Linked DNA regions of Sus scrofa: all the other regions are linked to region 6. A link is a contact called in public HiChIP or PLAC-seq and promoter capture Hi-C data. All regions are on one chromosome and are shown on one strand. The core of a region is the stretch at or near the end of the contact, and the rest is flanking DNA. Distances in the headings are between cores, read along the strand shown. Region 1 holds the start of CDC42SE1 (CDC42 small effector 1). Region 2 holds the start of VPS72 (vacuolar protein sorting-associated protein 72 homolog). Region 3 holds the start of PRUNE1 (protein prune homolog). Region 4 holds the start of TNFAIP8L2 (TNF alpha induced protein 8 like 2). Region 5 holds the start of CERS2 (ceramide synthase 2). Region 6 holds the start of MCL1 (MCL1, BCL2 family apoptosis regulator). Region 7 holds the start of CA14 (carbonic anhydrase 14).

Region 1 (2,920 bases), core at 271-2,770, 390 kb before region 6:
CAAAAACCGGGAGAACAAATTACAGCTTAAAAGAAAGATACTAGATAACTAGACTGAAGATAAATAAAAGAAATAATTTTATTATCATCAGGGCAATATAGGCAAATTGATCAATGGAATGAGATAAATGCTGAAAAATAATTACATGTAAATTGTTAGAAATTAATCTAAAGGATTATAAGGCATGGATGGAGATCTTAGCAAAGACATGTAAAACCGTGAACAAATTACTATCTGCTGTTCACAGCGCTGCCTTCTCTCCTCTTGAACTATCCCCCAACCTCATCCTCATTTGGGGTCTTCAGTCTAACTAGAAACAGCTGCTCTTTATCTTTGCAGCCCCCTGGCCCCCCTCCCTCAGTTTACTTTACCTGTTATCGATGAATTATGAGCGTGTTCCAAAGATGGAGGGAGTACCTCGGAGCTCCGGTGTCTGCTCTGGGCTGGAGAAAAAGAAAGCTACTGGGGTTTTGACGGCTTTGTCTTCTCACTCCCTCTCCCTGTTCAGTGACTGAGTCAGTCTGCTCAGTCTCCCCCTGCAATGCAGCCCCTCCTAAGAAGGGCGGAAGGACTTCCCGCCCCCTCCCTGCCTGACTCGGCTAATTCAAATGATAGGTTCCAGAACACGTTAGGGAGGGAGACAGGATTAAAGCATCTCCGTAGGCTCATTGGTCTGCGCAAAGATTCCTGAGCTCTTCCAGCACCCCCATGCTGACTGAGGGTGCAATGAATGAGCAGTCCGTTGTCCTCTACTTTTAGGTCTATAGATTAAATATCTTAACTCTATTGATGGAGGAGAGGAGTGTCCTTTTATTCCCCAATTTGATTTCAGGTTACGAACTGTTTTTGAGAATCAGAAAAATTCTCCATCCTTCCCGATTTGCCTCCCCACCCTCCCGGCGGGTAAATACACCCAGCTCTATTCCATCTGGTATAGGGCACAGGAAGACTGGGGGCTGTGCGTGCTTCTGCAAATCTCTGAAAAAGGTTGGGGCCGGAGGATTTGGGGGCTCCGCTTCCTCTTGCCCCGCAACGTCTGGCGCGCGAAGAGATAGTGCGATTCCGGAGGGTCCAGCTTGGATGCCAGGCCCTCCTCGAGGGTCCACTTTCCCGGGTTCAACCCGCAGGGGCGGCGGCCCCCGGGGGCTTCCGAGGCCCCTCCCACGTCCCTTCACAGAGCAGTGCCTCCTTAGTCCAGAGTGGAGCTGTGCGCCCGGCTCCCAGCCGGACGGGTTTCGTAATCGCGTCGCGGCCGTTTCCGCCCTCGGCCAGCCCCACCTCTGCCGGCCCGCCCTCGGCTCCCCACCGCGCCGAGGAGCGAGCCCGGGAACCCCACATTGGCGGGCACCGAGCGGGGGCCCCCCACCAGCTGCCGGACGCCTGGATGCCGTAGCAGAGCAGGTGAGGACTGGGAGTCGGTCGCTCGGCCGGTGCGCCCCGCCTGCCCAGCCAGGCGGAGACGCACCGGATGCTGGGGGTGGGGGAGAAGGGCGTCCGCGTCTGCCGAGATGCTGGGTCGGTGGCAGAAGGGGTGCGCTCGGTGAGTGACCGTCCCTGTCCACGCTCGGGCGGTGCACAGGTGAGGCCCATGAAGAGTAGAAGGGAAAGAAGGGTCTGGAGTGTTGGGGAGTTGGGAAGAAAGTCTCTTTTGAGACTCAACTAGCCTCAGTGTTGGCTGTGCCGACAAAGTGAAGCGGAGCTGGTCCGGGAGAGTCTAGATCTGAGACAGGCAGCCACGGAAGGCAGTGGCTCAGTTGGAAAGATTCACAGAGAGGTCCCAATCCTAATTCAGCCTCGGGAGGAGCAGAGACTTTCCAGGTAGAGTTGGGGGTGGGGGTGAGCAGAAATGGAATCTATGTCACTGAATATATTGGGAAGGGGGAGTTTTTAGGGCCTAGCTCTGTTTCCTCTTGAGCCTCCCCAAGACCTACCTGGGGAAGGACACAGTTGGTCCTGGGGCAAATGCTTGTCACTTGACTGAAAGATGGGGTTCACCTCTATTTCTCTAGAGCCCCCGCAGCAGCCCTCCATGTCTGGAGGTCTCCATAGGGGACCAGCTGCAGTCCTGGGCTCATAGCCAGAACAGCCCACTCCATTCTCTCAGTTCTCTTTCTCTTTCTCTCCAGCTGCTTCTTGTGAAGGCTTGTCAGGCAGCGGGTTGGAGGCCTTGAGGCTGGAGGCAGCGGGACCGGGAAAACCGGTTTGGGGCTAGAACAGGACCAGGGAACTACCTCTGTACATCCTTCCTCCCTGGAACCTTTCTCCCCACTTCTCACTCCCCAGTAGTTTTAAAGCTCTTAAGCTCCATTGTGACCTTGATGTCTTTCCAGCTCTGCATTTCACCTTACCTACCAGTTCTCTGCACTATTTGGCTGTCAGGATGCGGCCTTACGTGATCTAATCCTGACCCCTGCTGCTGTTTACCCAGCCCCTTCCCCTTTATTGTGGGGTTGAGACAGTGGGTAGTGGGTTCAGGTGCTCTTCCTCCTGGACTTTCCAGTTCAAGACTTGATTTTTCCTCAACCCATTCAAGATATTTTAAAGGAGAGTGGCAGCCAATCACTCTTACTTCCTTTTCTGGCCTTGTTCCCCTCCCCCGTCTCCACCAGCACATTCACCCTGCCCGGTTTTCTCCTCTCACTCACCCCACCCCCAAGTTTCAGAGACCCTTATGTCCTGTGTCCTAGGGAATGGAATTTCCTGGTCACTCCTCATCATTATTGGACATTTCATGCTGAGTCCCACACACAGTCTCCCTCCACCCAGCTCTGGCCAGGTCCCTGGAACAGGAACAGAAATGTCCTTGTTCCCTCCACTGCCCCTTTCCCTCTCTCTCCTCCTCCCCCTCTTCTCTCCTCTCCCTTCCCACCATCCACTTCTGTCCACTCAGCTTCGAGCGGGGTGGGGGTGGGGGCTGCTG
Region 2 (3,095 bases), core at 563-3,062, 500 kb before region 6:
GCCTGGGAACTTCCATATACCCGGAGTGTGACCATAAGCAAACAAACAAACTAACTGGAAGAGAAGTTGAAACATTCTTGACAGACTATTTGAGACTGGAACTATTACAAGAATCTAGGAGGCATGATCTCCATGGTTATAGAAACTGCACCGGGAAGACAGAAACAGATGTGAGATGACTTCACTGTCCTACAGAACTGGAATTTTGCCAGGTAGGTAAGAAAAAGAAGAAATTTTAAGAAGGAAAAATACGGAGACATGATAAAGAATTGGTGTCAGGGAAACGATGCTAGAATAGGATGATGTGGAATAATGTGAGGCTGTTAAAGGCAGGGAGAAGCTAAATGACTGATGAAGGATCTTGAAAGCTATGTTAATAGTAGTTATCCCCTACCAAACAAACATCTATGTGCTTATTACTGTGCTAAGTGGTTTACAAGGATTAGATATTTAAATCTTCTCAACCACCTAAAAGTGTAGGTATTCTTATTAGTGTCACTTTACAGATGAGAAGATTAAAATTCAGGGAGGCAAAACAACTTGTCCAAAGTCACACAGCTAGAAGACCTTAAACTCAAACTCAAACTCAGGTCTGGCTGGCTCTACAACTCAGCTCTCAGCCATGCTACTATTCCGCCACAAGAATTTTGGACTTTCAGGCAGAGAAGGACAAACATCAGGAGTTCCCGTCTTGGCTCAGCGGTTAACGAACCCGGCTAGAATCCATGAGGACTCGGGTTCAATCGCTGGCCTCACTCAGTGGGTTAAGCTGTGGTGTAGGTCACAGATGCAGCTCAGATCCTGCATTGCTGTGGCTGTGGTGTAGGGCAGCAGCTGTAGCTGATTCAACCCCCAGCCTGGGAACCTCGATATGCAGCGGGTGCAGCCCTAAAAAGAAAGAAAGAAAGAAAAGAAAATAATAAAATAAAATAGATAATCAGAAGTTGCTTTGTGTAGGTCGAAGCTCTGGCTTGGATTTGATCCCTAGTCCTGGAACTTCTGCATGTCATGCGGGTTGCCGAAAAAGGGGGAATTTTTTTTTTTTTTTTTTAATTTTACTTAAGGAGTTCCCATTGTGGCTCAGTGGTTAACGAGTCTGACTGGGAACCATGAAGTTGCGAGTTTGATCCCTGGCCTTGTTCAGTGGGTTAAGGATCCGGCGTTACCCTGAGCTGTGGTGTAGGTTGCAGAAGCGGCTGGGATCCGCGTTGCTGCGGCTCTGGCGTAGGCCTGCAGCTACGGCTCCGATTCGACCCCTAGCCTGGGAACCTCCATATGCCACGGGAGTGGCCCAAGAAACCGCAAAAAGACAAAAAAAAAAAAAAAAACAACTTACTTAAAAAGACGAATGGGTATATGTATAACTGAATCACTTTTCTGTACACCTGAAATTAACACAACATTGAAAATCAACTATAATCCAATATAAACTAAAAACTAAATTTAAAAAACATTTGGACTTTACCCTGTAAGTCGACAAGGAAGGAGCCATTAAAGATTTTTGAGCAAAAGTGTGACAAAATCTGGGTTTTTAGAAAGGTTCCTACTGGCAGCAGAGTGGAAAACGAACTGGAGCAGAGGGAGACTGACCTCTTCTAAATGAAAATTTCTTGGCTCCCGATTTCTGCACTCAGTGTAGCGGGGTTTCTGGGGGTCACCAAATCGAAGTATTTCACAGCCCAGATGGGCGCCGGAACTGGGGCGGGGAGCTTGGGGTAGTCTCTGCGCAGGCGTGGGCGGGGCTGAAGCCGTGAGAAGATTTCGGGGGCGGGACTAGGAATCTCTCGACGCTCTGCTACTTCTGCCTGTAGATGACCGGCTTCCGCCGTCGCATGCCGCCCGCAGGTAGTGGTGTCGAGAGCCGATCCTTGAGGACCGCGCTGTGTGAGGGGTTGCTGGTGGTGGCGCAGTCTGAGTAGGCACTATGAGTTTGGCTGGGGGCCGGGCCCCCCGGAAGACCGCAGGGAACCGGCTTTCTGGTCTCCTGGAGGCAGAGGAGGAAGATGAGTTCTACCAGACGACTTATGGGGGTTTCACTGAGGCAAGAGCCGGGCCCAGGAAGAGGGAGGGAAGGAAGCTGAAAGGAGTCCTGAAGGGAGAAACCTCGGACAAAGAAGGGGGTGGGGGAAGAGAGGATCCTTGGTAGCTGATACTCGAGATGGGGTGGGCGAGACTGGAGGATAAACTGGAGTCCTGGAAGGGAGAGTCCTGGATGGCTGAAACCTGCTGTGTACTTCCCCAGCTGCATCTCTCATTGCACTTCTGACGTCTAGCATACAGCACATCGTAGTCACGCGGTGTATGCTCGTTGGCCCACTGCCTGGTTATTCATCTCAAGTATAGAAAAGAAATCTCTCTCAAGAAAAAATAGAGGCACTTAGCATACTCCTTTTTCAGCTTTCAGATCTCGGTGTAAATGTCTCTTGGGTAAATAGCCTTTCCTTGATTGTGCTAAGAAGTTTCTCCCTATATATCTTTCGTAGAACCTATTTCGATTTGTAATAGCTTTTGCTGGCTTGTTTATACTTTTCTATCAGATTGTAAGCGCTTTAAGGTTAGAGATAATCTGTTTTGTTTAACAGTACACATGTCCAATGCCTGGTCCAGTGTCCTCATTGGGTTGGCACTTGTTAAATTTTATATTGATTGAATCTAACCGTTCATCAAATATATTAAACGCATAGAGCAAGCCAAGAACTGTGATAGGCTTTAGGGAAACAGAGTATTAAAAACACCACTTTGGGGAGTTCCTCTGTGGCTCAGCCAGTTAAGGGCATGGTGTCACTGCTGCCGCTTGGGTCACCTCCTTTGGCACCAGTTCAGTCCCTGGTGGGGAAGTTGCACATGGCTCCAGCGCAGCCAAAAAGAAAACAAACCAAAAAACAGACCCCACCATTTTGTTCTGACATATTCCAGATTCCAGTGGGGGAACTAGCTGAATTAAGTCAGTTTAAATTCCACATGGAGCCAAAGTTGTTTGGGATAGGCATCAGGATAAGCTGAGGACCATATGAAAAGTGGCCTTGGCTGGCTGAATAGTGGTAGGAGTAGGAGCAGGGGAAGGAGGAGGGTTGGTCCAGCGAGGGGGTGGGGCA
Region 3 (3,143 bases), core at 524-3,023, 340 kb before region 6:
AACTTTGTGGCATCTGAATTTTCCCTCTTGAGTCAGATTAAGTATAGCATCTTTCTATCTATATATTACACTGACCATCTGGTTGACATTTTAAATCACACTGGGCAAAAACGGCTTTTCAACTTTCTCGAATTCTCTACTTTAACAAACGGTCCCATTGCAATCACAATTTTGTGATTATCCATGTTATAAAAATATTGGAATATGAAAACATCGTAATAATCTTTGGCCTCTCTTCTTAATTCCTACAGCCTCTTGCCAACTCCAGTTGCTGCCATTACAACTCTATAGCCTCTTTTTTTCTATAGCGTCAGCAAATTCTCTTTCTTTTTCCGGACTGTTGTAACTTGGGTTTCTGCTCACCTGCCTCCCTAATTGTTCCAAATGCCCCTGCAGCCTTCAGAGTTGTTTGAAGTTTCATCCTGGAGCAGCCATGTAAGTAGAGCTTGGGGGAACCTTTCAGAATGTAGAGTTGGGTTCCAACCACATTTAACTACCACCTTCCAGCCCCAGGGTAGTGCAGAATACTGCAGAAAATGTGCTTTTTTTTTTTTTTTTTTGTCTTTTTGCCTTTTCTAGGGCCGCTTCCTGTGGCATATGGAAGTTCCCAGGCTAGGGGTCTAATCGGAGCTGTAGTCGCCGGCCTACGCCAGAGCCACAGCAACATGGGATCTGAGCCTTGTCTGTGACCTACACCACAGCTTAACCCACTGATCAAGGCCAGGGATCGAACCCGCAACCTCATGATTCCTAGTCGGATTCGTTAACCACTGTGCCACAATGGGAACTCCGTGATAAATGTACTCTTTTCATCAAATGTTCCCTCATTTATTAATGAATCCCTTTGTTTCCTACCACCAACCTCACACCAGTTTTTCCTGCTCCCCAAGCTCGGAATTGAGAGGAGGTGATAGATGAGAAGCTGAGGCCTGTGGTGGGAACAAGGACCGGAGCAGAGGGATATTGAAGCTCCTGCTTGCTCAGCTAGTTTTCTCCCTGCTTCACTCTTCCCAGAGCCTGGGGCTTCTTACACACCCTCTCTGCACTACCAGGGGCATAGCCCAACTGGTTTCTAGACTAAAAAAGTGAGCAAATACGTGTATGTGTTACTGGGTCACCTTGCTGTGCAGCAGAAAATTGACAGAACACTGTAAATCAGCTATAATGGAAAAAATAAAAATCATTATTAACTATAAAAAAAAAAAGTGAGGGAGTTTCTGTTGCGGTGCGGCGGAAACGAATCCGACTAGGGACCATGAGGTTGCGGGTTCGATCCCTGGCCTTGCTCCGTGGGTTAAGGATCCTGGCATTGCCGTAGGCTGTGGTGTAGGTGGCAGATGCAGCTCAGATCCTTTGTTGCTGATCTGATTAGATCCCAGCCTGGGAACTTCCATGTGCCGCAGGTGCGGCCCTAAAAAACAAAAAACAAACAAAAAAGAGATATAGTAAGGATTTTGAAAGGATAAGGATTTTTCACTTTAAATGAGTAATTATGCTAATATCACGCTGTCTGGCCTGCCTCTGTGGATCCAGAGCAAAGGACTTTTGTACCTAGAGAGAAAGCCCAGATCCAACAAGCTGCTGCTGTCCGGCCCTGCTCCTCCTCCCCACTCAGCAAGGGCCCTTGCTTTTCCCTCTTCTCACCAGAGAGGCACAAGCGCTCCGTCCCTTCCAGCGGCAGGCGGAGGGAGGAGAAAGGGTCTGTTGTTTTTCTCTCCTGTTTCTCTCTCTCTCACTGCTGATCACCAAGCTGCTGACCAGGTCAGAAAGCCCTAATGGAAATCCTCCAGTGCTGGCCTGGCTCCTCCTCCTCCCAGAAGCTTGTCCTTGACTGATTTTTCTTTGTCCCGACGGGAAAGAGAGAGAGAGAGAGAGAGAAAGAAGAAAAAAGAAAACCCACAAACTTCCTTTGAAAACCAGCTCGCTAGACTGGGCCTGGAGCGCACGCCCTAGACTCGGCGACTCAGAAATCCTGGAGACGCTCTGAGCGACCTGGGAGTACCTGGGCTGCACTCCTGCCGGTCTCCACCCTCTTCCAGTGCCCCCGGCCGGCCGTGGGCGTGAGTCCGGAAGTGGCCACCATCCGGCCAAGACTGCTGCGCACAAACCCGTGTAAACCTGTGCGAGCTCTGGCTTTGACAGCTGGAAGGCAGCTGGGAGTGTGGTGGCGCCCCTCACTGCACCCACCTGCCCCATCGTATTGCCAGAGCTGCACCCTCCTTCTGTGTCCTGGAACAGCACCCACTTCTTTAAGGTAAAAACTTTGAACCATTTCCTTCACCTCTTCTCCTAATCCCCAGTCCTCTGTTTCCTCTTTAGCCCTGGGGAGGTGACACTGACTGTTCTTCCACGTTGGGTCTCTACACGTTTAGATTTTGAGAGGCGTTCAGGCAGAAGGAATATGTAAAAGACGCTGCTTGGGTCCCTGTATTTCTTCCTTTTAATGACACCTTCCCCCTCTCCCTTGCTAGCACGTAGACAAGGCACCGTCGTTGACTTAACTCTGAGGAGAACTTCTAAACCATTAGTTCTGTGACGATTTGCATCAGAGCGAGAAAGAGATTAGAGGGGGACAGTAAAGCACTTGAGGGGAGAGTAAAGTTCCTAGGGAGTGCGGGTGGGGGGCGTCTTGTGGAAGCTGGGTACCAGTTGTATATGCTTCTTCCAACTTTTGGCTACTTACTGCCGCTGGCTAGGGGTGGGTCTGGGCTGCTTTACCTCTCACTCACCACCAGAGGATAATTCCAGCTGGAGAAAATGTGTTGGATTTAAGAGGAAAAAGAAAGAGAAATCCTGATTTGTTTGAGTACCTGTGCTCCCTCATTCTCTCCTGCTCTGAAGGAGCACCAGGCAGGTACCTTGAAGAGGAGAAATTCTCCATCACGCTTCCTGCCTCTATTCTGAAGACTTAGCCCATCCAACTTTGCCCAGTTTCTCTGAGACCCAGCTTCCTCCGGTGTCCAGCTCCTGGGTTCTTTTGGTTTACCTGTCTGGCCAGCTAGCTGCCCAGCCCCCACTTAATTATTGATCTTTTCTTTTCTTCCCTGTTTTTCTCTAAGCTTTAAAAAAAGTGTTCCCAGGCTCTTGTTTCTGCTTCCCAGGCTCATCCTAAGTGTCATTTGGGAAAGGAGGAAAAAGAAGAC
Region 4 (3,075 bases), core at 339-2,838, 470 kb before region 6:
TGTTTTACAGCTGAGCAAACTGAGGCTTACATTAAGTAATTTACCCAAGGTCAAACACAACTGATTTTCAGACTCCAAAAGCCCATGTCAGGGAGTGTGCTGTCCTACCTTTAAAGAAGTGAGAAATATAGGGGTCCTGGGAGTCCTGATAAAAATAATAACTAGGAGCTCCCGCTGTGGCGTAGCGGAAACAAGTCTAACTAGGAACCTTGAGGTTGCAGTTCCGATCCCTGGCCTTGCTCAGTGAGTTAGGATCCATTGTTGCCGGGAGCTATGGTGTAGGTCACAGATGTGGCTCAGTTCCTGCGTTGCTGTGGCTCTGGCATGGGGCGGTGGCTGCAGCTCTGATTAGACCTCTAGCCTGGGAACCTCCATATGCTGCGGGTATAGCCCTAAAAAGACAAAAAGACAAAAAAAAAAAAAAAAAAAAAAAACTTAATATTTATTGAGAACCTACTATGTGCCAAGCGCTTTATGTGAATTATTTCTGTCTTCCCAGCCTGTTGTAAGGGAGGTGTCCCTAGTTTGCAATGAGAAAAATGAAACTAAGAGAAATTAAGCAACTTGGCTAAAGTCACTAGCAAATGATAAAAGTGGGCTTTTACCAAGTGGGCCAAATAATCCAAAGACAGCCTCCTTCCTTGGAATGCTCTCAGTAAGGTTGAAGCACACTGAGGAAGCCTGAGAAATGCAGAGTCCTAGAGGTGTTGGGCCTCTGCTGGGCCTGAGCTGAGGACACCCTGGTGGCACGTCAGCTGTATGTATCCAGGGCATGCTCCCCATGGTCTTTGCCTGTGGTGGTTCTGCTTGTTTTGCTTCTTACTTCCCCCTCCCCTGCTCTGCAGGATGTGGCTGTGACCGCAGTGAGGAGCAGCCTCACCCTCTCCCCCAACTGAAATGGGAGTATGAAGAAGCAGGGGAGGTGGGTAACTGGGGGGATTCTCCTCCAGCTGAATCAGTCTGGTGGGAACCTGGTGCCCCACTTCGCTCCCGGTTTTGCTGGGGCTTTCTGGAGCGCGCTTTACAGCCGGAAGAGGAGATTGCTCCATGTGAGCCTTCCTTCCTCCTTGGCCTTCCTGTTACCCAGCTCTCCTCTGCCCCCAGTGCCATCTCATATTTGTTCCACTGTCCTCTCCCTCTCTCCCTGTTTCAGTCTCCCCTTTTCTCTTGTCTGGATCCTGCCATGTGATCCTCTGGCCATGCTCTCCCTCTGGCCCTGGCATCTACCTCCATGTCTCCTAAGATTGCCTTGCATCTCTCAGCAGTGTGTCCCATACCCATCTCCATTGCCATCCCTCCACCCTGCCCCCACCCATCCCAAAGCGTGTCTTTCTCTCTGAGGCTTCCTTGCCCCAGGGAAAACTGAGCTGGACCTCCCCACTGGGGACTCAAGAATTCTATCAAATGAGAGTCTCACAATTTGGGAAGCTCAGGTCAGCAGAGCTGGGATTCTCCTGCCACCATCACCCCTAAAGCCTACCCTTCTGTCATTGCTGATCCCTCACCTGCCGCGCCCTGGGTGCCAGTCTTGCCTTGGATGTTCCGGGAGAGCTGACAGAATGGAGAAGCTCCTAAGTGAGAGGCTCTTTGGCCTGGCCCCACCCCCAAACCCCGCCTACCTACTCTGTGCTCAACCTCCGGTTCATCACACTGTCACCAAAAAGGTCTGTGAATGAGAGCCTCCTGGAATTAAGACAAAAGTCAAAAGGAATGGTTCTCTGTAGGAAACAGTCTCAATTCTTTGAGGTGAAAAGAAAGGACTGTACATCCCCTGCTCCCAAACTGTCTGTCTGCCTCTTTCTATCCTTCTGCCCAGTTCCTTGTGATCTTTTCTTACATTTCTATGGTTCAAGGGAAACGTGAAGTACAAATTGCTGGGGTGGGGGAGTCAGAGGGGAAAGCTCTGAAGATTGGACTGAGAGCAGTGACTCTAAAGGCAAATTAGACATCAGCAGGTCTGAGTGTGTCCCTGGAATCTGTAGGAATGGATGCTGCTGTGGGGCAACATTACCAGGAGCATATGCTTCTAGGGCCTGGCTGGGTAAGGGTGTCTCCACCCTTAATACTATAGAGAGGAAGATGCTGGGGTAAGGACTGCTGAACCAGATATGACCAGCAGGTGTCAGCACATCATTATACCACTACTTTGTAGCTGCTAATGGGATACAAAAATGAAGGTAAGTCACAGTTTGTGAATAAGGCAAAATTATTTACCGTCAAGAATCTTACAGCCTGGTCAGGGAGATAAATGTAAGCACACATAGCTGTAATACAGGTCAGATTATGTCAGATTAGCTTTAATAGAAGTTTAAAGAATTATGACAATAAAGAGAATTTGTGGGGGGCGCACCTGAGGTGTATGGAAGTTCCCAGGCTAGGGGTCAAATCAGAGCTGCACCTGCCGGCCTACCCTACAGCCAACAGCAACATGGGATCTGAACTCTGTCTGCGACCTACACCACAGCTCACTGCCAGATCCTTGACCCACTGAGCAAGGCCAGGGATTGAACTCTCAACTTCATGGATCCTAGTCAGATTCGTTAACTTCTTTTTTTTTTTTTTTGTCTTTTTGCTATTTCTTTGGGCCACTCCCACGGCATATGGAGGTTCCCAGGCTAGGGGTCGAATTGGAGCTGTGGCCACCGGCCTACGCCAGAGCCACAGCAATGCTGGATCTGAGCCGCGTCTGCAACCTACACCACAGCTCACGGCAACGCCGGATCGTTAACCCACTGAGCAAGGGCAGGGATCGAACCCACAACCTCTTGGTTCCTAGTCGGATTCGTTAACCACTGCGCCACAATAGGAATTCCAGATTCGTTAACTTCTGAGCCATGGAGGGAACTCCCAGTAAAGAGAAGTTTTGATTATTTCTTTTTTTTTTTTCCTTTTTTAGTGGGGGTTATCTTTGGGTGGTAGATTTTGGATAGTTTTTGTTTATCTGTATTTTCTTTTTTCTTTTGTATTGGAATACAGTTGATTTAAGATTATTTCTGATAGAAGGGCTGAAGAGGAAGACTTAGAGGATAGATTTAACTACTTACTAGGCAGAGTATGGAAGGATTGCTCCCCAGA
Region 5 (3,235 bases), core at 508-3,007, 310 kb before region 6:
CCACCCCAGGGCGGTGGGTGGAGGATGGGTCAGAAGAGCAATGATCAAAATCTCCTGGTGCAAGTGAGGCAGAGTGAAAGAGTGTGAGTGAGTGTGAGTGTGTTTGTGTTTGGAAACTGGTACCATCATTCTACTGCTGCCTGAGGCCCAGTTTTGCCTCCTCCTTTGTCTCTGGGGGAGGGGACACCCTGTTATCTTTATTTTTCAGGCCATGACTATTCAGCTTCTGCCCCAAACTTCTGCTCCCCCTGCTATCTTAAAAGAAAGTTAACTGGTCTTCAGTCCTCTGAGGAATCATTTTAAAAGACTGGTGGGACTTTGGGAAAGCCTGGCATCTAGGAAAACTGCCTGAGAAAAAGGGTTTAGAAAGTAAAAGGTTTGAACCAAGTAGGACAGACATGGGGCGGGAGTAGAGAGCTTACTCAAAGTTTAGCCAGGGCCCAAAGAGGAGACACTGGAACCCTGCTGGAAAAGGGAATCTGGGGAAGGCACGTAAGAAAGGTAGAGAGAGGAGTTTCCATTGTGGCACAGTGGTTAACGAATCAACTAGGAATCATGAGGTTGCGGGTTCGATCCCTGCCCTTGCTCAGTGGGTTAAGGATCCGGCGTTGCCGTGAGCTGTGATGTAGGTTGCAGACTCAGCTCGGATCCTGTGTGGCTGTGGTGTAGGCCGGTGGCTACAGCTCCGATTAGACCCCTAGCCTGGGAACCTCCATATGCCATGGGAGTGGCCCTAGAAAAGGCAAAAAAAAAAAAAAAAAAAAAAAAAAAAAAAAGGTAGAGGGAGGAGGTCCTCCTGGGGCTCAGTGGGATCAGTGGCATTTTGGGAGCACTGGCACGCAAGCACAGTGGGCTAAGGATCCAGTGTTGTGACAGCTACAACTGCAGGTTGGATGTGACCTCTGGATATGTTGGATATGCCACAGGGCGGCCAAAAAAGGGGGGAGAAAAGGTAGAGGGAACCGTGGAATTGGGAGATTGAGGGAGGGGCAGTAACAGTAGGGAAGGGGTAGCCGGATATGGTATGCTAATATGATATGCTATTAAAGGAGTTTAGCCTGGGGCAAAGGAATAAAGGGCTAGAGTGGTTGTTGGGAACTGGAAAACCGGGCTAAAGAAGGCTGAAGAGTCCAGGGAATGGACCAACAGGTCTGAATTCCCTAGTGGTAGGTTGGCATGGGCTGGGGCCTCTCACCGCAAAGAGCAAAGGAAATGTTTGGAGGTCAGCTTCTGCCTCCTTCTCCAGAAAGAGCCTTAAGCAAGGGTCTCAAACTGGATTAGTGAGGTCATACATTCTTTCTTAACAGAACTGTCAAAGCCCCTGAACTTGACTAGATAAACTTTGAAACCAGCCACTGTCAGAGGTTCTAATTGTGACAGTATAAAAAGCACCATTTCATTACCGTAAAGAATTCAATTACCTCTACTTAGGGGGCCCTCTCTAAACAAACCCTTAGACACATTTTGGTCACACTCTGTCCTCTGTACGAATCAAGGCCAATTTTGTAGGATAAACATTTTGCATCTTCCTGAAACATTGCTTTTACCAGACTAAGGGAAAAACATTTTACAATATGAATTTAAATACGGATAAACGTGGTCTAGATGGCAAACTCGAACGCATTTTACATTAAAAAGTTGGAGGTTGGCTCCTTCAGAGTCTACTACAGGAGGGTATGTGTACCACTGCGGGTAGGTTTTAAACAGCACTGGGTGGAAACGCTGTGGGTTTTACGGCGGGCTGGGGCGGGGGACGCCCTAGGGGTAGCGGGCTCCGCGCTGGAAGGACAGCGGAATCTCGAGGGCCCGCTGCCTGGGTCGGCCTTGGCGAGGCGCTCGGCCTCGGCGCGCGGCACTTGGAAAGGACTCTCAGGGGCTGCGCCCCCTCCTGCCTCCCAGTAGGGCTGGAGGTGAGAAGTGTGGCAGTCGGTCGCGCAGAGGGAACCGGGGGCTGCAGCCGGGTGCAGGTCGGGGACCGCAGTTGGGGGTGGCCGGGGTGGGGTGGGGCAGGGGCAATACCGCTCTGCGGTCCCCGGTCTGTCCCGCGGTTCCCCAGGGCTACATCTAACCTTTAACGGAGAGACAAGGGGCTGGGAGAGAACCCACACTGCCTGCCCTCATCGGGGGGCTTCTCCCTCGATGCCAGGATGCCAGTGGGCGCGGCTGCAGAACCCGCGCCGCAAGGGCTCGGGTCCCCGGGCCGGGAAGGGGGCGGCGGCAGGCGGCGGGGGCTGGGCGCGGCTGCCCCGCGCGGAGGCCCGGGCCCCTCCGCCCGCCCTTCTCTCCCTTTCCGTCGCCGGGCCGCAGGCCCACGCCCAGTCTCCCGGCTCCTGTGTTGCTCGCGGCCTTTCTTTCCCGGGCTGGCTGGCTGGGCTCGCACTCAGCTCGGCTGGGCTCGGCGGGCGGCGGGCGGAGGAGGAAGGAGGGAGGGAGCGAGCGGGCAGGCGGGCGGGCGGAAGGGGGAGGAGAGGAGCGAGCGGAGCCAGTTCGGAGGGGGCCCGGAGCTCGGACGAGAAGAGAGACGGAGCAGCGGCTCCCGGCCGGGCCAGCTCCGCGACGCCGCCGCCGCCGCCGCCGAGTGAGTCGGGACCCCAGCCCGGGAGCCCGAGGCGCCGCGCGCAGGGGTGGGGCGGGACGAGGCCCGGAAAAGTTGCGAGAACTGGGGGCCGCGCGGACGCGGCTCGGCGGACTGGGCCCGGTGGGGAAGGGAGCGGGCTGAGGAGGGCAGAGGGGCCCGGGGGCACACCCTCGGGCGGCCGGGCGCGGGGCGCCGCCGCGGGCTCGGGGCCTCTGCCCGGCGCGCTCATGGCGGCCGGCCTGGGGAGGGCGGGCCGGAGCGCCTCGCGGGAGCGGCCGGGCCCCCAGCGCCGCCCGAGGGCAGACTGGCCGGGCGCCTGGGCGCGCCGCCCGGAGCCCGGAGGAGCCCTCCTGGGCAACAGGTATGGAACAGGAGGTGGGGCCGCGGGGCCGCTAGCGGACGGCGGAGCCCCTTTGTTGGAAAGTAGAGAAGCCCGGGGATCACTTGCGCGAGAGCCCTCTGCCTGGCAGCCGGCCCGCGCGGCGTGGCCCCTGCCTGGCTCTGACGGCCCCATGGCTAGAGTGGGAGGAGGGCGGAGGGTCTTGCTGTTCTTTCTTACCCGCCTACTGTGCCCAGTCCGGGAGGGAGGTCAGAACGTCCATGTGCTTTACGTGAAACAGGAAGGAGTGGCTCTGAGTTTCTGCCCCGGCCACCCCA
Region 6 (3,123 bases), core at 54-2,553:
TACTGAACACTTGAGATTTCTGGCTATAAGCTTAAAGTGAAACCAGCAATGCACTTCCTTCTACAGCCTCTGAAGAAGAAACCGCTTTTGCACGCAAATTTGCTCAATCTCTTTCCCCTAAATAAAATCGCGTTCTAGAAAGCAGAGCAGAAAAAGCTACCTCTTCCATAAAGTCTTCCCCTAGCTCTCCTAGCCGAAAGTGAATTTTCCAGCCTCTTAATTCCAATATTAAGTTGTTGATGCCTCCTATATTCCATCTCACATTATGGTTTGTTGCTGTGCAAGATTTTACATTCCTTAAATAGATAAACCATTTCTTATTCACTACAACCGCAGGATGTTTCTCTCCAAACTTTCTGCCCCTTATTATAAAGCTCCATGCTTCTAGGTCTTGCCCAAATACATAATCCTGTGGTACAGGTGCCCTATTTCCTTATTAAAGTGATGTTTTCAGGAATAGGAACCATGCTCACCTTTCCTGCTTCTGTCCCTCAAATACTTTGCTCTTGAATTTTAGCTATTACTAATTTTACAGATCTTTTAGGAAAAACAGGTTGCTTCAATTAATGTTAACTCACATATATGGTATATAACAAGATCCATGTCCTTAAGGGGTTTACCCCTAGATTCAAATGTCTCTTATCAACGTAAGTGGTATCAAGAGTCTCAGAAGATGTAGTGAACGAGTAAGACATATATAAAAAGCATGAGAGAGATGGCGATGGGAGAAAGCAAATAGGGAGACAGGCATAAAATTTAGCTGGAGCAGAACAATTTCGCTTTGCGAATTTACGTAAAAATGATTCTATAGGTCAGTCCATGGAGCGTCCCCGTTTCCACACAATGTTGGAATGAGAGTACAGAGCTGAGGTTGCGCAAAATAACTACATTTTCCCAACAGTGTCCTCATATTCATCCATCCTAAGGCTGTGGTCCCGCATCCGTGGCAGAATTTACTCATCCCTCTTCCTCAATCTCCGAGTGACTCGAGGGTTAGGACTGTGGTGTGGGGGAAAAAAAAAACAACCCTCCGGTACAAAAGCAACAGAAGGGGCTTGCAAATCAGCACTCAGGGAAGCGACGAGGTAGCAATCCCCAGCCGGCCCAGACCGGCACGGGTGAAGAGCGCAAGCCCACCTTGCAGAGGGCTGGAGCCAAGGTTACGTAACGGGCCGCGAGAGGTTCGGAGAGCCGGAAGCCCCGCCCCCCGAACCGCCGGTTAGGTGCCGTGCGGTGCTGCATTCTCCGGAAGCTTCCGCCCCTTGCCCTTTTACGGGGGTTCAATTTTTTTTTTTTTTTTTTTAGAGAGTTGCTGACGCCACTGCGGACTGGTTCTAAAACTGCGATCTAGGAGTGCCTCTCTCAGACCTTACTTCCGCTTCCTTCCCGTAAGGAGTCGGGCCTCCCCCATTTTTCTGCCAAGGTGGTGGCGGCGGCGGCTTGCGATGTTTGGCCTCCAGAGAAACGCAGTAATCGGACTCAACCTCTACTGTGGGGGGGCCGGATTGGGGCCTGGAAGCGGCAGCAGCGCCTCCGCTCCGGGAGGCCGTCTCTTGGCTACGGGAAAAGAGGCCACGGCCCGGCAAGAGGTAGGGGGAGGGGAAGCCGGCATGGTGATTGGCGGAAGCGCCGGCGCGAGCCCCCCGTCCACTCCTGCGCCAGACGCCCGGAGGGTCGCGCGGCCCTCGCCCATTGGCGCCGAGGGCCCCGACGTCACCGCGACCCCCGCCAGACTGCTGTTCTTCGCGCCCACCCGCCTCGCGTCGCCGCCTGAAGAGATGGAATCCCCGGCCTCCGACGCCATCATGTCTCCCGAAGAGGAGCTGGACGGGTACGAGCCGGAGCCCCTCGGGAAGCGGCCGGCCGTCCTGCCCTTGCTGGGGTTAGTCGAGGAGGCCAGTAGTGGCCCCGGCACGGACGGCTCGCTCCCCTCGACGCCGCCCCCGGCAGAGGAGGAGGAGGACGAGTTATACCGGCAGTCCCTGGAGATTATCTCTCGGTACCTTCGGGAGCAGGCAACCGGCGCCAAGGACGCGAAGCCAATGGGCGGGTCTGGGGCCGCCAGCCGGAAGGCGTTAGAGACCCTGCGACGGGTCGGGGACGGGGTGCAGCGCAACCACGAGACGGCCTTCCAAGGTAAGGGGGTTAGTCGTGAAGGCTGCCCTGCTTTTTCTTTCTCTTTAGCTCTCTGGACTCACGCACCTTCGGTGGGTGGAAACCGAAACGAGTCCATGTTGAAACGACTCTTATCCCATTTCTGAAACCAGAATATTCTGGCCGTGAGTCATTGTTTCCGCCCACTTGATTCTTTTGGAAATGGCAGCTCTGTTCAAAGCCCGGAAAGGGTGGGATGTCAATTTTCAAGTGGGAACGGCCTAAATTCTATAGAGCTCAAATAGCGATTTCCCCCGTCGTGGGTGGGCAGGCGAATCGTGCCCTGGTTTAGACAAAGGAGGCGGTGAGAACCTGCATGCTTTTTTTCCTCTCAGGCATGCTTCGGAAACTGGACATCAAAAACGAAGACGATGTCAAATCTTTGTCTCGAGTGATGGTCCACGTTTTCAGTGACGGAGTAACAAACTGGGGCAGGATTGTGACTCTTATTTCTTTTGGTGCCTTTGTGGCCAAACACTTGAAGAGTATAAATCAAGAAAGCTGCATCGAACCGTTAGCAGAAAGCATCACAGATGTTCTCGTAAGGACAAAACGAGACTGGCTAGTCAAACAAAGAGGCTGGGTAAGTTTCATTTAAGGTTGAAAAGGGGACTTGAAGAAGTGGGGATGGAGTGGAGGGTTTTATAGAGAAAGGGGATATCTAGAGGTTTTTACAGATGCACAACTCAGTTTTCGGGCTCTAACTTAATGTACCTCTGAATACGTTGCATCAAAAATTCTAGTTTTATGAAAAGTTTAGGCTATTTTACTGATTGAGTCTTTCGTTTTGGGTTATTTTACTATAATTCAGCTGGATACTCCTCACACCAGTGGATTCAAATTATGAAGAAACAAAAAATCACCTGGAGATAATAGAAAAAATTATTGAAATTGCTCCTCCCTTTTAATTGCATAATCTGTCTCCTTTGCAGTCTGGGGGTAATAATTGGTTCCTGGTTGTGTTTTGGG
Region 7 (3,085 bases), core at 543-3,042, 270 kb after region 6:
GGGTGAGGGTCCTGGGGATGCTCCTGGAGCCCTTCAGCTTATGCCCCCAAGAGTTCCCCCTCCTCTTCTGGGAGCGCCTGAAAGTTCTTTGTAAATTGGAAAGGGCCCCGCACTACTGACTGTTACTGCTTTCGAGAAAAATGCGAAAATTGTCATCCTATAGAATCAAGAGGGGACTTGTGCCATGAGGTTCAGAGTCAGGGATCAGGGTGTGAGTCAGGCGGGAGGTACAGGCGTATTCCCCACTCCCCTGCCGCCCACCGCAGTCCTCTATCCTTTCCCTCCGGGCCTCTTTGGCTCCCTAATTGGATGAGTTTGTAAATAAAGAAGGCCAGGAGGGTTGCCTGAGAGTAGGGCAGTGGGGGAAAGAGCTCTGGAGAGACCGTAGCCCGTAAAGCCATTCTCCAGCACGTGTACACATCCTGTCCCCCGGCCAGCTCTCCTCTGGCCCCACAAACGGCAAGGCTGGAAAGGTGAAGGGAAAAGAAGGAAAGTGGTCCTCAGCCCACTCCTCTTTTTTCTCCCTCCAAGTCTGAGCCTATTAATCTAGCCCCCAGGCTACCTTGTACACTCCTCCTTCTCCATTAAGCATGCAATGGCAACATGTGTGCATCAGCACAGACAGACACACATCCAGATGTACCTACCGTCTTCTGCAGCCAGGATCCACATCACCTTTAGCAGGAGGATGAAGACCAACATGGTATTTCCGGAGGGAGCACAAGGTACTAGGAGTTTGGAGACCAGAGGACTAGGGTAGGGAGAGGGCTGGGAGGTGAGAGAGAGAGGGAAAGAGAGAGAGAGAGAAGAGGAGTTTCCTGAGGCTGAGTGTATTTATCTCTGTTTCTCGTGCTGTCTTTGTGTCTCTGCAGGCTTCCAGGGGATTTGGTTTTCAGTGGGGGACCGTGAGTTTCTGGGTGTCCAGGACAAATCTTTTGCTGCCCTCTTTCTTTTTTATCTCCTTCTGCAGTCTTCACTCCACTTGCTGGCCAGCAACTTCACAACTGCCTCCTGCTTTTAAGGTGGCTCTGGACGGGTGTACGTGGGGAGGGGGGGTTGACTGGGTTGCTGGCGAACAACTCCTTAAATAGCCCATTAAGCATGCAGGATGGCCCAGCTCAGAGCGGAGCGCACGCGGCGGGTTTCACAGGAGCCCTGGCCCTGGCTCAGGAGCCCAGCTGGGGTGAGCTCTTCCTTCCTTTGCTATTCACACAGACACTGTTCAGAAGGGTGTCCCCTGGAGTGGGTGGAGGCAGGAAAGGAGGGCTCGGGGGTCCAGTCCCTGGGGGTCTCATCCAGCCCCCTTGGGGGACCCTGGGTTCTCATTCTCCATCTGGCTTTTTCCCTGGGAGGATCTGCTTCCAATCCGCTGCAGAATGTGAGCTGCCCAGGAAGAGTCCAGAGTCAGGACCGAGGTAACCAGAAGGAGTTGGGAGACTCAGGGTGCGGGTGGAGGGGAAGAAGTCAAGGACTGAAATCTGGATTGTGGAAAATAAGGAAGAGAAGTGAGGCGAAGAGAACTTGTTTGGAGAGATCTCTTTCTTCTGCGCCTGTCACCACCCCCTTCCCACGGTGAGGCCTGGGTCCACGTGCCTGTGCGGCCTGGGTGGGGGGTGGTTTTGTTTGCTGGATAAAGCCCATTTGTGTGCCCAGCGGGGGGAAGGGCTGCAGCAGCACCATGGAGAGACAGCGGCTCCAACTGCCAGACCCAACCACCTCCCTCCCCAGGGAGCCCAGATCTAGGGCGGCTTTTGTCACTGAAGAGGACACTGACCCCTGGCAGGGTGGCCAGGACAGGAGGAGAGGCAGGGAGACCTTAGAAACAATCACAACCACCATCAAAAAAAAAAAAAAAAAAAAAAAAAAAAAGGCGGACTCCAGAGAAAAAGAGGGGAGGGAGCAGAGAGAGACCATGTGATCATGTGATCCAGTTGGAGTGGAAGAGGGAGAGGGGCCCAGGGTCTTTCCTCCTGCCCAACAAAGGGCTGAGGCAGGACTTTGGGGACTGGGTGAAACCTGCCACCAAAAAGCTGGGTGAGTGGAGCATAGAGGCTGCCGAGTCTCAGGAATGTGGGCTGGTGCTTGTTCCCCCACAGGACTGGAAATCCCGACTGGAATGCACATCCTAAATCCCTCATTATGGAATGTGAAGCCCACAGATAACTCCTGGCCAGACACTGAAACCCCTTCACCGGAGTCACAGCCAGGAGAATGCACCCTTTTGAGCTCCCTCTGCCCTCCTTGCTCCTGCCAAGTAGTAATCCCTAGCCAAAACAAGAGGAGCAGAAGCTAAACTAGGAAGCGGGATAAAAGACACGTGAACAGAATAACGCATATGCGAGGTCATCAGCCCTTGCGGAGGCAGGAGCCCGCCATGCTTTTCTGTCCATTGTGGTTGATCTGCAAAGCAAAGCCATTTTGCAGATGTCATTCCTTTTTAATTCTCTCATTACCCTCCAAATTAATTTTCCCTTATGGATAAATTTTATGTTTTGAAGTTCTCCCAAAGTGCCACTCATCCCATCTAAGAAGAATAAAAGGCTTAAAGTGTAAATTAGACTTCCTGGGGATCAGGAGAGTAAACACAGAGGAATAGAAAAAGAAAGAAAGCAGAGACAACTTTCACAAAATAGAAAAGGAGAGGCCCAGGGCCCGGACAGAGTGACCTCTGCCAGGACAAAGTTGTCAGAGCGGCCAGCTGCAGCGCAGCCTCCCAAGGCAGGTAGTGTGTCTTGCCAGGCGCCACCTCCTGGTTGTCTTTAAAATTTCTTTCATTTTTAATGTTTTCGTTCCAAGTATTCACGTGTGATTGATTTCTTCTGGGAAGTGTTTCTCTGCTGGTGGGCTTTAGGATTTTGCTACACAGCTGAAAAATGTTTCACAAAGGTGTCTTAGCCCCAAATCAGCACCTTCTCAGTTCTGAGTTAGCGGCTCCTCCAGGCCCTTGTGCTTCCCAAGTGGACAAAGGCCCTGGTATCTAGGAGAGGAGGCAAACTCCAGGGACTCGCCTTTATTTATATCTTTGGTTCTACTGTGGATATTTCTGTTGTCACCAGGCTGATTTGGAGTAGTGTCAAGAGGACTC

What was found. Promoter capture Hi-C pulls out the DNA fragments that hold promoters and counts their contacts. HiChIP or PLAC-seq counts read pairs in DNA pulled down with a chosen protein or histone mark.
Region 1: a contact with region 6 is called in an H3K27ac HiChIP or PLAC-seq map of alveolar macrophages. The contact joins the promoter of CDC42SE1 here to the promoter of MCL1 in region 6. A contact is called at or near these places in 1 of 47 Hi-C or Micro-C datasets (embryonic fibroblasts) and 2 of 2 datasets of contacts at active chromatin or transcription factors (alveolar macrophages and skeletal muscle).
Region 2: an H3K27ac HiChIP or PLAC-seq map of alveolar macrophages shows a contact between it and region 6. The contact joins the promoter of VPS72 here to the promoter of MCL1 in region 6. A contact is called at or near these places in 2 of 2 datasets of contacts at active chromatin or transcription factors (alveolar macrophages and skeletal muscle).
Region 3: an H3K27ac HiChIP or PLAC-seq map of alveolar macrophages shows a contact between it and region 6. The contact joins the promoter of PRUNE1 here to the promoter of MCL1 in region 6. A contact is called at or near these places in 2 of 47 Hi-C or Micro-C datasets (embryonic fibroblasts and epiblast stem cells) and 2 of 2 datasets of contacts at active chromatin or transcription factors (alveolar macrophages and skeletal muscle).
Region 4: an H3K27ac HiChIP or PLAC-seq map of alveolar macrophages shows a contact between it and region 6. The contact joins the promoter of TNFAIP8L2 here to the promoter of MCL1 in region 6. A contact is called at or near these places in 2 of 2 datasets of contacts at active chromatin or transcription factors (alveolar macrophages and skeletal muscle).
Region 5: a promoter capture Hi-C map of fetal liver shows a contact between it and region 6, with 3 times the contacts expected there. The contact joins the promoter of CERS2 here to the promoter of MCL1 in region 6. A contact is called at or near these places in 3 of 5 promoter capture datasets (fetal liver and liver), 3 of 47 Hi-C or Micro-C datasets (embryonic fibroblasts, epiblast stem cells and liver) and 2 of 2 datasets of contacts at active chromatin or transcription factors (alveolar macrophages and skeletal muscle).
Region 7: a contact with region 6 is called in an H3K27ac HiChIP or PLAC-seq map of skeletal muscle. The contact joins the promoter of CA14 here to the promoter of MCL1 in region 6. A contact is called at or near these places in 1 of 47 Hi-C or Micro-C datasets (embryonic fibroblasts) and 2 of 2 datasets of contacts at active chromatin or transcription factors (alveolar macrophages and skeletal muscle).

The regions. Positions count from the first base shown.
Region 1 is chr4:98,171,148-98,174,067 of Sscrofa11.1, forward strand. It overlaps CDC42SE1 (CDC42 small effector 1), which reads left to right and starts at 1,521. Exons shown (of 5, transcript NM_001190193.1): 1 at 1,521-1,579. MLLT11 (myeloid/lymphoid or mixed-lineage leukemia; translocated to, 11) reads right to left here and starts at 527. Exons shown (of 2, transcript NM_001244607.1): 1 at 372-527.
Region 2 is chr4:98,060,449-98,063,543 of Sscrofa11.1, forward strand. VPS72 (vacuolar protein sorting-associated protein 72 homolog) reads left to right here and starts at 1,813. Exons shown (of 6, transcript XM_001929654.5): 1 at 1,813-2,041. The coding sequence starts at 1,925. It also overlaps a transcript of PIP5K1A not described here.
Region 3 is chr4:98,217,089-98,220,231 of Sscrofa11.1, forward strand. PRUNE1 (protein prune homolog) reads right to left here and starts at 1,774. Exons shown (of 9, transcript XM_013997183.2): 1 at 1,645-1,774. MINDY1 (ubiquitin carboxyl-terminal hydrolase MINDY-1) reads left to right here and starts at 1,528. Exons shown (of 10, transcript XM_001929665.7): 1 at 1,528-2,254.
Region 4 is chr4:98,094,938-98,098,012 of Sscrofa11.1, forward strand. TNFAIP8L2 (TNF alpha induced protein 8 like 2) reads right to left here and starts at 1,589. Exons shown (of 2, transcript NM_001204370.1): 1 at 1,506-1,589.
Region 5 is chr4:98,249,016-98,252,250 of Sscrofa11.1, forward strand. CERS2 (ceramide synthase 2) reads left to right here and starts at 1,758. Exons shown (of 11, transcript XM_005663490.3): 1 at 1,758-1,910.
Region 6 is chr4:98,560,789-98,563,911 of Sscrofa11.1, forward strand. It overlaps MCL1 (MCL1, BCL2 family apoptosis regulator), which reads left to right and starts at 1,304. Exons shown (of 3, transcript NM_001348806.1): 1 at 1,304-2,136; 2 at 2,490-2,737. The coding sequence starts at 1,446.
Region 7 is chr4:98,827,142-98,830,226 of Sscrofa11.1, forward strand. It overlaps CA14 (carbonic anhydrase 14), which reads right to left and starts at 1,793. Exons shown (of 9, transcript XR_002343445.1): 1 at 648-1,793.